Regions from separate parts of the Sus scrofa genome. Here region 1 is linked to region 2. A link is a contact called in public promoter capture Hi-C data. All regions are on one chromosome and are shown on one strand. Each heading gives the region's core, a stretch centred on a gene start, on an enhancer-like site or on the middle of the called end of the contact. The rest is flanking DNA. Distances are from core to core; before and after follow the strand shown. Region 1 holds the start of TCTA (T-cell leukemia translocation-altered gene protein). Region 2 holds the start of QARS (glutamine--tRNA ligase).

The links. Promoter capture Hi-C pulls out the DNA fragments that hold promoters and counts their contacts.
Region 1: a contact with region 2 is called in a promoter capture Hi-C map of liver, with 2.8 times the contacts expected there. The contact joins the promoter of TCTA here to the promoter of QARS in region 2. A contact is called at or near these places in 2 of 5 promoter capture datasets (fetal skeletal muscle and liver), 1 of 47 Hi-C or Micro-C datasets (embryonic fibroblasts) and 1 of 2 datasets of contacts at active chromatin or transcription factors (alveolar macrophages).

Annotation. Positions count from the first base shown.
Region 1 is chr13:31,986,454-31,993,127 of Sscrofa11.1, reverse strand. TCTA (T-cell leukemia translocation-altered gene protein) reads right to left here and starts at 1,720. Exons shown (of 3, transcript XM_021068739.1): 1 at 1,293-1,720; 2 at 891-945. The coding sequence starts at 1,515. RHOA (ras homolog family member A) reads left to right here and starts at 1,921. Exons shown (of 6, transcript NM_001244437.1): 1 at 1,921-2,115; 2 at 6,521-6,599.
Region 2 is chr13:31,721,764-31,728,304 of Sscrofa11.1, reverse strand. It overlaps QARS (glutamine--tRNA ligase), which reads left to right and starts at 5,105. Exons shown (of 24, transcript XM_021070652.1): 1 at 5,105-5,262; 2 at 5,408-5,555; 3 at 5,926-6,035; 4 at 6,198-6,273; 5 at 6,504-6,541. The coding sequence starts at 5,146. USP19 (ubiquitin specific peptidase 19) reads left to right here. Exons shown (of 26, transcript NM_001271714.1): 26 at 1,139-1,574. The coding sequence ends at 1,255.

The DNA.
Region 1 (6,674 bases), core at 471-2,970, 270 kb before region 2:
TGAGGGAGGCCAGGGATCGAACCTGCAACTTCATGGTTCCTAGTTGGATTCCTTTCCGCTGCCCAGGATAGGAACTCTGACTTTTTTTTTTTTTTTTTTTAATCTGCAGCATGTCGAAGTTCCTAGGCCAGGGATTTAACCCAGGAGATAGCAATGACTGGAGCTGCTGCAGATCCTTAACCTACTGCACCACAAGGGAACTCCCCTCCATGCCTTCTTGTTTGAGTTCCAGTGGCACAGCCTTGTCTATCCTTCCAATATGTCATCCTGCTCTTGTCTTTGGGTCTTGTTCTATCCATTCTCTTTGCTTGGTATACTTTACTACCCCCTAGACTTTGCCTTCAGGTGTCTGCCTTAGGAGTCACCTGCTATGATGGCCCTTGCCTCTGCATTGCTTCCCTCCCCTTTTAAACCTCTGGCTCCCCCTGTGAGTAGGGCCTGGGATGTTCTTATTCTCTAGATCTAGCGTGGCCCCTGCCATGTACTAGGAGCTCAGAGATCAGCTGAATGAATGCACTGATTAGTGAGTTCATGTTTTACAGATGAGGAGGCTGATCCTGAGGAGGCCAGTCAGCGCACTAAGGACAGAGGCTCCTGTTTTTCCAAATTAGGGGCTTATGGTGGACTGGAATCCAACAGGCTTGCCCCTTCATCTCTGAAATTGTGACAATAATGTCACCTGCCCCACAGGTTACTGAACAACATAATGATGGGTTGTTTAGACATCAGTGTCACTTACAGCTTGAGCTCTAGTTAGAGACCTTGGAGTTTACTGCAAAGGCCACTAAGCTGGTGGACTCCTACCCTGAGAACTCCCCTCCCCTATCCTCAGCTCAGGAGTGGCCTCTATGTGCCAAGCATGGGGTTAAAGTGGGAAGAGATTTACTCACCAGGACGAGAAATGCGTGGAGCCATCAGGTGTGGATCCGTTCTGGCTGCCCAGACCTGGGGGCAGGAACACATCCAGAGCTGCAACAGGCTGGGGGTGGGTATCTGAGCAGGCATCAGCCCAGGTCAGGTTAGAGGCCAGTGGTATTTGTTGGAGAGTGTGGTGGAGGCCCTAAAGAACTTGTGGTATTGTCTGATGAGAGTGCAAGGGAAATTATATATCATGGGTGGACTGGTGGGGTTACTGGCATGAAATGCTATGTTGACATGGGTCAGGATACAGCGTTGTCATTAGGTTCTCAGGGCACCAGTGGTAATCTGGGGGGGAGGGTTCGGGGAACCCGAAGGTACAGTCAGTGCGGGAAGAGGGTGGCCGGTCCACGGAAGTTGGTGGGGAGCCTCACCTGGGCGGTGATACAGCCCGGTCACCGTACTCCCGTAGAACCCCCACGCCAGCTGGATGCTCAGGAGACTTAACACCAACCAAAGCAGCAGCAACTTGAAGAGGGTCACGCGCATGTCCTGAGCCTCCCACTCCCGCAGGAACTCGCTGCCGAGGGCGCCCAGCGCGCCCAGCACCGTGGCCGGCAGAACCTGCAAGGACTGCCCCGACCAAGGCTCCGCCATGACTGGCCGGTGGCGGACCCAGGGGACTGTCACCGTAGTCCCCACTGCGCAAGCGTCCGGTCTTCCGGAGCCAGACTCAATAATGCGCACGCGTAAACCGAGGCATGGAGCGCCTACCTCGCCTGCGCGCAGAGTTGGCAGTTGGGGCGGAGCAGTAAAACCGCGCACGCGCACCAAGCCCCACCCTGCTTAAAGGATGAGTGACTCGAGGAGTATAAAATAGCAACCAGCTCTTTTATAGCCCCAGAGTTCCCGTGATGCACCACGCGGCTGCAATGATTGGTTAAGCGTCTTGCTTTTAGGGTGTGGACGCGCTCCTGAGCAATCGTGGCTGAGCCCTGAGTGCGCGCGCGTGCGCGGGGCCGCGACCGGGGCCGGCTCGAGCCCGCTGGGCACTCGGGGGCGCGCACGTCGCTCCCCGCCCTCCCGCCGCCGTCGCCGCCCGCTCTTGCTCTCTCGCGCTCCCCGCCCGTCGCTCTCCGTCGGTTCTCTCGTTAGTCCACCGCCACCTCCACAGCCACCCGCCGTAGTCTTCGAGCTCGCGACTCGCGGACAGGCGTTCTCGGCGCGGAGAAGCCGGCCTTGGAGTCGTCGCCTTAGGTGAGCGAGAGGGTTCCCTCCTGGCGTCCCGGGCCCGCCCGCCCGGCACTCTTCCGGCCGCCCGCCAGCCGCCGCCCCGCCGCGGCCGCGCCCCACCTGCTGCTCTCGGCCGGGAGCCCCAGGACCCTGTCCCCTGACCCTAACTCGGGGCCCAGTAGCCGGGCTCCTCTTCCCAAAGCGGCGGCCCCGCCCGCGCGGTCCCCGGAAGCGCGCCCCGCGGCCTCCCGCGCCCCTTCCCCCGCCCGGCCAGGCCTGGTGGAGCCCTAGCCGCCTGCCCGCCCCGCGGTCCCGGGCGCTTCCTCTCTTAGGGCTGCGCGGGGCAGGGCGGGGGTTGTGAGACTGGCCCCACGACCCGGGGGGCAGCCGGCCGCTGGGAAGCGTGCTTGGCTATCGGAGTTGAAATGGGAAAGAAACTCTTTACAACTCCATTTTGGCTTTTACATTTAGTATGAAACATGAATCACCGTTTTATACTTGGTGAAGTCCAGTTACGTTTTGGGTATTTTCCTTTTTAATGCAGTATTCTTTGAGATTGTGTTAAGTAAAACAGTGTTGAAATCCTAGGGGTTAGGATTCTTCGATATTGGAAGAAGGGAATTTTCCAATTGAAGGGGATATTTTTCCTGATTAAACTATGTAGCATAAAAATATAGTATTAATTTGCAATTTTTCTTAGTCTGAGTTATTACCTTGATTAGGAATCACCTAAACATCTGTCCAGTTGGATCCAGTTACATGTTCATTAAATAGCACTATTTGCACTCGATTTGTTCAAAACCATGATTAGTAGTTAATGATGGAAAATTGGCATCCTTTTTACTTAAAGTTGGTTTCCCTTGTGTTTCATAATGGTCCTGATAAAAAGTTTTTACCTCTGTTGGTAACTTGTTTGGTTCTCTTTGTATTTAAGACAGTCTTTTGAAGTAAATGTCCCTTGCAGGTGTGTAATCAGATTATATTCCTGCCAGACCTGAAGGGGAAAAATACTTTAAAAAATTCTTTTAAATGTTGTATGTGGTGAGAATTTGTCAGCCACCTTGTGTCACACATCCAGATGTGTAATGCATTTGTACCATTGCATGATTGTCACTTTAGACATGACTAAATTGGGAGAGATGTTGTTTTGAGCATTTGGCACAAGTGACATTGTTTGGGGTGAAGATAAAAGATTAGCTTTTAATTATAAAGGGTAACTTAGTGAAGGATCTCTTTTGATAAATTGTCTTGAGTAGTTCCATCTAATTTTTGTAGAGCACTGGTGGCCCTTGGGAACATAAAATATCAGATGGAACTTGATTTTAGTAAAGATTAATCCTAGACTCATAGCTTCCGTTCTCATAAAAATCTGTATTAAAGGGAAGACGTTTTCATTGATCAAGAATTTTAGACGTGAAAGAAATCTTCAGGACTTGTAGTCCAACTCCATTTGCAGATGAGAAACTGAGTCCGACAGTCTTCAGTAAATTTCTCAAGGTCATATGTCTATAGTCAGGTGCCAGCCAGAACTATTTTCACTCTAAGATCTTCTTTATGTACTCCTAAACAGCTTGCTTAGAGTCAGCTAAAATTCAGTGCTTTCAACTTATTATAGTGTTTCTCCTATTATATATTGCTGATTTTATATACATTGAGAGAATCAGGAATATTTCACAAACAAATGTTTTTTAGCTTTTGCTCTGTTTTCTGTAACTGGATGGTTCTACAGCAGTTGATTGAAATAGGTAAATGAATATGCAGAGTCTCTGCCTGGCCTAGGTCATGGCTTTAGGTGTTTTGGTCTTCTTACGGGACCATCTTCTTCGGAGGTAAGCCCAGACTCCCTTGCTGTAAAACTAAAAGAATTAGGCCCTGATAAGATGTTATCAGGCGACTGTGGACTCTTTTTACTGTTGATTTGAAGCAGGATGAAGGGAAATAGCATATATCAAGAATATAGTTTCCATTGTTTGTGGTGATGGTTTTGCTGGAGTGTTTTCGGTCCCAATTCTTTTTTTGTCTGTCAGAAAACTCTTTTTAATAGTTTATCCTGGTCATGTGGGGTTTAAGTTATTTGGAGAGTAAAAACAGGTAGATCTTCAGGTGCTTCGTGTCCATTAAGGTGGAGTCCAAGCAGTGACTGGAGGAGGTGGGTTGCTACTTTGGGTCTTCTTACTTGTCCTGAGCTGAGAGATTTTTGTTAACTCTCAGAAGACAGATCGATTTTTCAACTTTTATGAGTACCAATTTGGACCTGCTGGGCTTCTATAGATAGCACCTTGTGTTTAATTGCATTATGGTTGCTAGTGATAATGATAAGTGGTGCATAATCACTGAATTTTAATCACATACATTTGTAATTGTAAAAGGTCCCTAAAGATATTTCATCTTCCTTTACCACTTAGTTTATCCCTTTATGCACCTGGCCTGTAGAACTGTTTGCCTGTACCTTCACATTAATGCAATGAAGTTTTAAACTTGTGTTAATGTATCTTACTATACTCTGCTCTTTGGGCATTTGCTAACTGTTAAGTACTTGTGAGATTAATAAATTAAAAATTTCAAGACACTTCTAAAGTTAGTAATTACTCTAAAATTCCTATTTCAAGTGTTTCTATATCTAGTGACTCATTTTTAATCTGTGTTGCTGTAGTATTAAATAAATGCCTTGTATACTCATAATTATGGTAGTCATGTGACTGAAAATCAGATGGGCATTGAAGCTGCTCATTCTGGGTGTTGGTCTGAGTTTATTGGTGCTTCCTCCAGATAATTCTGAATACATTTTTATAGCTAATAATCATCAAAATAGGAAATACTCTTTTAAATTGGAGCCAGTTTGAATTTGCTACCAAACTGAGCTTGATTTTTGTTTTTAAGAGAGTAAAGTAAATGTGCTTAAGCATATTTGTGATAGTATCTTATCTTAATATTCGAGTGAAGGGAAAGAAGAGAACATAAACAGCCAGTGAAATATTTGGAGTGGAGTGAAGGAAAAAGTGTGAGGTAAAATAAATTTACAGAGATGCAGAGTTTCCATCATGGCTCAGTGGTTAATGAATCTGACTAGGAACCATGAGGTTTCCGTTCGATCCCTGGCCTTGCTCAGTGGCTTAAGGATCCGGCGTTGCCGTGAGCTGTGGTGTAGGTTGCAGACACAGCTCGGATCCCGCGTTGCAGTGGCTCTGGTGTAGGCCGGCGGCTATGGCTCTGATTCGACCCCTAGCCTGGGAACCTCCATATGCTGTGGGAGCAGCCCAAGAAATGTCAAGAAGACAAAAAATAATAATAATAATAATAAAATAAAAAATGAAATTACAGAGATGGACAGGAACTGTATCATGTAGGACCTTTTAGGTCATGAGAAGTTATTTCCATTTGTTTTTTGATTTTTTTTTTTTAATCAGGATGATGATATGATCTGATATTAAACAGTAAAATCATTCACCAAGAGTCAAGGTTAGATATGAGTACGTTCTGACTTTAAACAGTAAACTAATACTGATCATTTCTGACAAAGATATCAGAAGGGTTTCCTAATATTATTAATTTCCTTAACCTAATGACGTCAACGGTTTTTTTGAAGCCATTTCCTGACAGTTGTCTTCTAATCTATACTTTCTGTGTATTAAAAAGGAAACCTAATTTGATAAAGCAGGTCATTCAAATGTTCCTGATAGTGTGGGTGGTAGGGATACAGGTATTCACTGTAAAATTCTTTTTTTTTTCTTTCGGTCTTTTTTAGGGCTGCACTAATTGCATATGGATGTTCCCAGGCTAGGGGTCAAATCAGAGCTGTAGTTCCTGGCCTGTGCCACAGGCACAGCGATGCCAGATCTGAGCTGCGTATTCACCCTACAGCACAGCTCAGTGACGCCAGATCCTTAACCCATTGAGCAAGGCCAGGGATCGATCCCGCAACCTCATGGTTCCTAGTTGGATTCTTTTCCCCTGTGCCATGACAGGAACTCTCCCACTGTAAAATTCTTTTAACTTTCCTTTATGTTTGAAAATTTTTATAATATTGGAAAAATAATTTACGTATGCTTTTGAATTTTTCTTTTTCTTTTCTTTTTTGTGGCCTCACCTGTGTCATGTGGAAGTTCCTGGGCCAGAGATTGAACCTGCACCTCAGCAGCAACCTGAACTGCTATGGTAATCACACTGGATCCTTAAGCCCTGCGCCACAGGGGAACTCCTGATTTTTGCTTTTAGAAGGGCAACACAGATTTACAAATATTTTTTATATTTATAATATTCAGAAAATAAGATTGGTATGTCAATTAAAATTAAATGCTGCCCTTTCCCCCCTCTGGATTCTTAAATTACTTTACAGAACTTTTGGACAAGCCCATTGTACATCCTGTGCTTTTTTTTTCCCCTGTAAAATGAATAGACATAATTGTTGATATTTTTTATGTTTTTATAGTGCCTTTCATCTGAGAAGTTCAGGGCACTTTGTAGAACTTCTGCCACACAGGCCGTTGGTCTTGCAGCACATTTGTAAGGTATGTAAATAGAAGACTCTTGTTTCATTCCTTTCCCCCATGGAGAGAGATTATTATTATATATGAGTGTAAGTT
Region 2 (6,541 bases), core at 3,856-6,355:
TTCTGTCTCTCTTACTGACATGGGATGCCACAGGCCCTGTTGGTGGGCACAGCTGAATCTCTTTTCTGGACTGGTCTCCTCCTTGCTGTCCTGTTCTCCTTGCAGAAGACAGTGGTCAGGATCTGGATGTAGGTGGGAGGGAGCCAGGTTATCCTGGCGTTGGCAGCTCTGGGAAACCTGGGCTAGAAAACTGACCAGCTACCCCCCACCCCCATGGGGAAATTGCATGTTGATTGGGGAGCTTCTCAAGGCCAAAATGCTGTCAAGTTTCACCTCCTGAGGTGCTCTCAGCCTAGACATCCCTGCAAATGGCCCAATTGGTTCCTGCCTGCCCACCTCTCTGCTTCTTGACCTGGGATGTGTAGGGAGTTAGTGCCAGTTACCTTGGGCAGGACTGTCATGGCCAGGGGTCTTGGGGACACTGGGTCCCTCTACCACTACCCCCTCCCCACCCTGGGTGCTGATAGCCGTTTCCGCACACCGTAGGCTTCCCGGATTTGGCAGGAGCTGGAGGCCGAGGAGGAGCCAGTACCTGAGGGGCCTGCGCCCCTGGGTCCCTGGGGGCCCCAAGAATGGGTGGGCCCTCCACCACGTGGCCCTACCACACCAGATGAGGGCTGCCTCCGGTACTTTGTTCTGGGCACTGTGGCAGCTTTGGTGGCCCTCGTGCTCAACGTGTTCTATCCTCTGGTATCCCAGAGTCCCTGGAGATGAGGTCGCCTGCAGGCAGCTGTCAGGAGCTGGCCCACTACCTGCCCGCCAGGCCATACCTGTCTCTGTGGTGGGGACCAACTCTGGGCTTGGGCCTCAGTGTGTGTATCTGAGGGGAGAGGGTGGGGATTATGGCTCCTGCAGGGGCAGAGCATCCTAGGGTGGGTATCCTGTCTTCCTGTCCATTCGTTGTGCTGCTCCTTCCCTTGGTGTGGGGCTTAGCCCTGCCCAAGCAGCTTCCTGTATTTAAAGTGTTAATAAAGCGAGACTGTTCAGGTCCAATCTTGTCTCTCTGTCTCAAACGCCGCTGCTGTCTGCGCCTGCCTTGGGACCCTCCCTTGGGTGCCAGGGCTCCAAGCCAGCACCCCCGGGATGCCAGGCGGCATGCTGGGCAGCCCCCAACCCCTGTCCTCATATTCTGTTGCAGGGACTAGGCCCTGGCCAGGCCCCCGAGGTGGCCCCCACGCGGACAGCCCCTGAACGCTTCGCCCCCCCTGTGGACCGCCCAGCCCCTACCTACAGCAACATGGAGGAGGTCGATTAGCAGGTCCCTGGCTGGTGGGGGGGCTGGGTTTGGGGGACCCCCCCAGAGGGCCAGCTCTTTGCTGCTTCTCCTTCTCTAACCCTGAGGACACTGGTTTCATCAATGGGGAGTTGGGGGGTATAATTTGAGGGTGGAAACGTCACAGGTTGGGTGGGCCTCTTGTCAACTTGCCCCCCCCCCTCAACTAATGGACCTTGGCTTCTCTAGCCACCCCCAGTGCTGCGTGATTTGATTCTCAGTTGTACCTTCAATTCTCTCTGACTCATTATAAACGTTATAATTTTATTCTAAAAAATTGTAATTTTTTTTTTTTTTTTTTGCATTTTGGAAGTGATTGCTGCTGTTTAAATATATTTTAAAAATAAATGACAAATAAGCAGACTCAGTCACTGTAATGCACCAGGTGCTGTGGCCAACCCCCCTCCACCATCAGCTCTGCGTGTGTGTGTGTGTGTGTGTATATCTCAGTATGCTAAAGACCCTGAAAGTGCCCTGGTCTGAGGAGACATGGTGCGTTTCCACCTCAGGCCCTTTGGGTTTTGAAGCCCCCCAGTGCCATCAGCTCTTTGGAGCCTGACTGTTGCCCTTTGATCCCGTTGGTTCTTGGTCCCACATGGAGGCAGCTGTGGTTGGCAACATTGTCAGTACCTCACACCCAAGGTGTGGAGTGCATCTCATGAAACTCCAGAAGCTGACAGCCTGTGGTCAAAGGTACAGGCATTTGTACTTGACAGACAGCAGGTCAGGAAAGACTTTGGGAAACAGGACATACTTGGGGATAGGGGGAATTCTCTTTCTCTTTTTTTGTTCTCAGGTCCTTCTTTGCTATAGTTTGAACACCATCTGGATCCTTTGTGAGGATAGAGCAGGAAAAAAACTAGGGAAGGAGACCCTTTTCCAAAAGGACAGGCAGAGAGGATCAAAGCTAATCTTGGCTGGGTTTCCGTTCTTGCCAGGGCGTTTTCCCCCTTAGAATCCCTGAACTTTTGGCTTCTGGCAGCTGCCCCAGGCTGTTTACCTGCGGTGGGTCTACAGGCTTGTCCAGGCTTGGGGCTCCTGTGCTCCTGCACATATACAGGAAGAGCAAGTCTTGTGAGGAGCCTCCTTGCTACTCCTTGTAGATAATGCTATCCCCTCTTCTCTTCAACTGCTTGAGGTTAGAAGTGGGCATCTCCATGAAGCAAGTATTCAAGTAATCCAGAAAGAGTATAAGGCAGAGGTGGCACAGTGTCCTGACATCCTTATAGTCCTTCCCTGACTGCAAGCATGTGAGACCAGTCTTACAAAAAGCTCAGCATGTGGGCCCTGCTAGTACCCCTCAGGCTTGGCTGGAGTTAGGCGTGGTAGTGAGCAGAAGGAGCTCCTGGAGAAAGCTAGCCCTGTGACCAATGTTGGCTTTTTTCTATTAGGACAGCAGCCGTGTGGGGTTGCTGGCCATGGAGAAGAGCTTGGAGAACTGTGTGTGAAGCCTTGCAGTAATGGTAGAATTGCCAAGCTGGCCATTGGCACTGGCATACTGCTGGAAGGCCTGTTAGGCATGGGCTGCAGCCCCCTATGTCTGGCCCCTGGGGTCTGCATGTGCTGTATGCACTGATTGAGGGGTCTGTCCAGTCTTGACCATAGCCCTGCTGCTGCTGAACCTGTCACATGAATTACTCTTCTGTGGCATCTGCAGAAGGCTGCTGTGGCCCTTAGTACTGCTGCTTCTGTGCTGTGAGCCTGTGCCACAGGGACTTGTCCATAGGCCTGGCTGCTAGACCCTTCCTCTTCCCATGCCACAGCTGGGCCTTGCTGACTGCTGCCCGGCTTTTCTCCTTTGTTTTTTTTTTTTTTTTACCCCCCATGCCTGTGTTATGTGGAAGCTCCCAGGCCAAGGACTGAAACTGAGCCACAGCAGTAACCCGAGTCATAGCAATGACAACACAAAGTCCTTAGGTGCTAGGCCACCATTTGAACTGCCTCTTTGTATACTTTTTCTTGAATTTTGCTGAAGTAGTACCAGAGGCTTATGCAAGCAAGCCAATCCCATGGGGCAGGACCCATAAAACTTCATGGTTCGCTCTGTGCAAGTCAAAGGGCTCCAGTGGACTGGCTGACCTGCTACTGCTACTACTCCTGTTTAATGCCTGCTCCTGGCCTTGGCTGGGCTGGGCATCAGAAGGGGGCCAAGCGGGCATGGTGGAAGGGGGGCAAGACACAGGATTGGATCTGGATACTGATGCAGTATGTGGCCCTGGGCTGAACCTGGCATGTAGTCATTATGTGGAGCTCAAAAATAGATTTGCTCATTAGTGGAATATGGCCACAAATCAGGAAATATTATGGTCAGGATCATGCCCAGTACTTGAAGGTCCAGGAGTTTTAGGGTCACTGAGGCCTTTAGGAGCCTGTGTTTCCATCCCAAATTTGGGGAACTTACCATCCCACCATCAACAGCTCCAGTTCTATAAGAAAATAGATTGGGGACTTCTCATTGTGGCTCATTGGTAATGAGCCTGACTTATCCATGAGGATGTGGGTTTGACCCCCGGCCCAGCTCAGTTGGTTAAGGATCCAGCGTTACCATGGGCTGTGGTGTGGGTTGCAGATGCACCTACGATCCCAGGTGGCTGGGATCGTTGTGGCTGTGGCCGTGGCGTAGGCCAGCATCTACAGCTCTGATTCCACCCCTAGCCTGGGAAATTACATATGGCATGGGTGCAGCCCTAAAAAAAAAAAATAAAAACAAAAACACAGGTTGTACATTCAGTTTTAGCCTGATGATTCCCACCCAGCAGGCCCTTAAGGGCCAAAGAGAGACTAGGGAGATCCCCAAGCATATCATCATAACTATTCTACCTTCTCTGTCCCACACTATTGAATAAAATATCCTGTCAAGTACTTGCATATGGATTTTAAGGTCTAATCTGCTTGTGGTTTTCCTATATTTGCATGCTTCGGTAAGAAGAGTAAGTATGGGGGTTCCCATAGTGGCTCAGTGGTTAACGAACCCGACTAGCATTCATGAGGACATGGGCTCAAGCCCTGACCCAGCTCAGCGGGTTAAGGATCTGGCCTTGCTGTGAGCTGTGGTGTAGATTGCAGATGTGGCTCGGATCCCACGTTGCAGTGGCTTTGGCGTACACGCAGATACAGCTCCGATTTGACCCCTAGCCTGGGAACCTCCGTATGCCGCGGGTGCGATCCTAAAACAGACCAAAAAAAAAAAAAAAGTAAGTATGGCAGGAGATTTTAAGCCAAATCATCACAGAAGTCATGCAAGGTCCTTCCTGGCCCCAAACCTTCCCTTTCCTGGTTAGGGGTGTGTGTGTGTGGGTGTGTGTGTGTGTGTGTGCGTGCGCGCGTGCAGGTGGAGCTGGAAAAGTGCCAAGACTTTTGGGGCGCATCCATGTGCCATTTCAGACGTCTGTTCTGGAGTCTTGACCGGATTTCCCGGGCTTCATTTTGTTCAGCTGTTTCCGTGACAACTCCAAAGTGTGACGTCAGAAACACGACCTACATTGACATTTGTTTCCAAAAACAAAACTGGGATGGTCCCAAGTTTTCCGGGGCTGAAGGAGAAAAGATGAAGAGTAAAATTACCATGATTATGTCTGCCTCCTGCCCTGGTGCTGAACACCTTCGCTCCAGGTTTGGAACAAATCACCTCTAAAGTACCGCCGCTCACTATCCCTTTTAGAGACCTGAAGCACGAAGACGGAAGTAAAGCGGCGGGAGAGGCCGCCCTCTGCCCTTTAAATGTCACTGACGATCCTGGAGATCCCCGCCCCTTCCCTCCAAGGAAGGATACCATTGGCTTTCGCTGACGGCATCTCACTCCTATTGGTCAGTGAGCTAACTCCGGGGCAGATTGGCCCCAAAGTTTCTTTTTGGCTTCCGGCGTCCCAGCAATGGCGGCTCTAGACTCCTTGTCGCTCTTCACCGGCCTCGGCCTGAGCGAGCACAAAGCGCGAGAGACGCTCAAGAACACGGCTCTGAGCGCGCAGCTGCGCGAGGCGGCGACCCAGGTGCAAACCTACGTCCTTGGCCCCGGCTGCCGACTGTGCCCCAAGGCAACTCCGGGCCGGGTCCAGACCCCGACCCACCCATCTTGTCTCACTCTTGCTTTTCTTACTGGAAGTGAGGCTTATCTCCTGACCCCTCTGACCCTAGGCACAGCAGACTCTGGGCTCCACCATCGACAAAGCTACCGGGACCCTGCTCTATGGCTTGGCCTCGCGACTGCGGGATCCTCGTCGACTGTCTTTCCTCGTGAGCTACATAGCTAGTAGGAAGATCCATACTGAGACTCAGCTGAGCGGTGAGACCCTTGCCTGTCTTGCTTCCACCTCCAGCTCCTCCTCTCAGCCAAGATCCCTATCTAACCATTCTGACAAGACCCACAGTGTCACTCTAGATTACTAGTTCTGCATTCTTCTCTAAACTTAGGCCCTGGCACTGACGGAGAGGGCCACCTCTGGGTGAGACCCACTGGAGAACTGTGTAGGTCTGAGGGAGTTTCCCTCACAACACATGCTTCTTTCCTGTGGCCTTAGGGCTTCTCTAGTGAAGTGCAAGACTTACTTTTCCAGGAAGTCAAACTAATTGGGGTTTCATGGATAGGATTAGGGCCCTGTCTTCCTACTTCTTGGAGCTGAGATGCCACAAACTCCTTGGCTTTCCTTTTTCAGCTGCCCTTGAGTATGTGCGAAGTCATCCCCTGGACCCAATCAACACCATGGACTTTGAGCAGGAATGTGGTGTGGGCGTCATTGTGACTCCAGAGCAGATTGAGGAGGCTGTGAGTCTTTTCTTAGGTGTCAGCTGCCTCCTTAATTCTAAGGAGTGGCTTTCAGTACTTAATACTGGAAAGGAGTGGCCCTGCTTTACCAACCAGAAAGTCCCAGGGTGAGGGGATCAGTCCCTAGAGCATGTCTGAAGCTCATGGTTTGGCTTTCTGTAGGTGGAGGCTGCCATAAATCATCACCGATCCAAGCTCCTTGTAGAGCGTTACCACTTCAACATGGGGCTGCTGATGGGTGAGCAGGACCTGGGGCAGGGGACTACAGACTATGTTGTTATCACTGGTCATGCCTTCTCTTCTGGGCATGAGTGAGAGGGAGGTGGAAGGGAGAGTCGGAGCATCTTAAAAGAGGTCTGGCTGGGCCCAGGCTCTAGTTTCTGAGGTCAGCCAGGTCCTTTTCTTGAGAAACAGGGTGGGAAGTGTCCTCCTTTTCCTTTCAGCAGCTTCTTATGCCCATGTTTCTAGGAGAGGCTCGGGCTGCGCTCAAGTGGGCAGATGGCAAA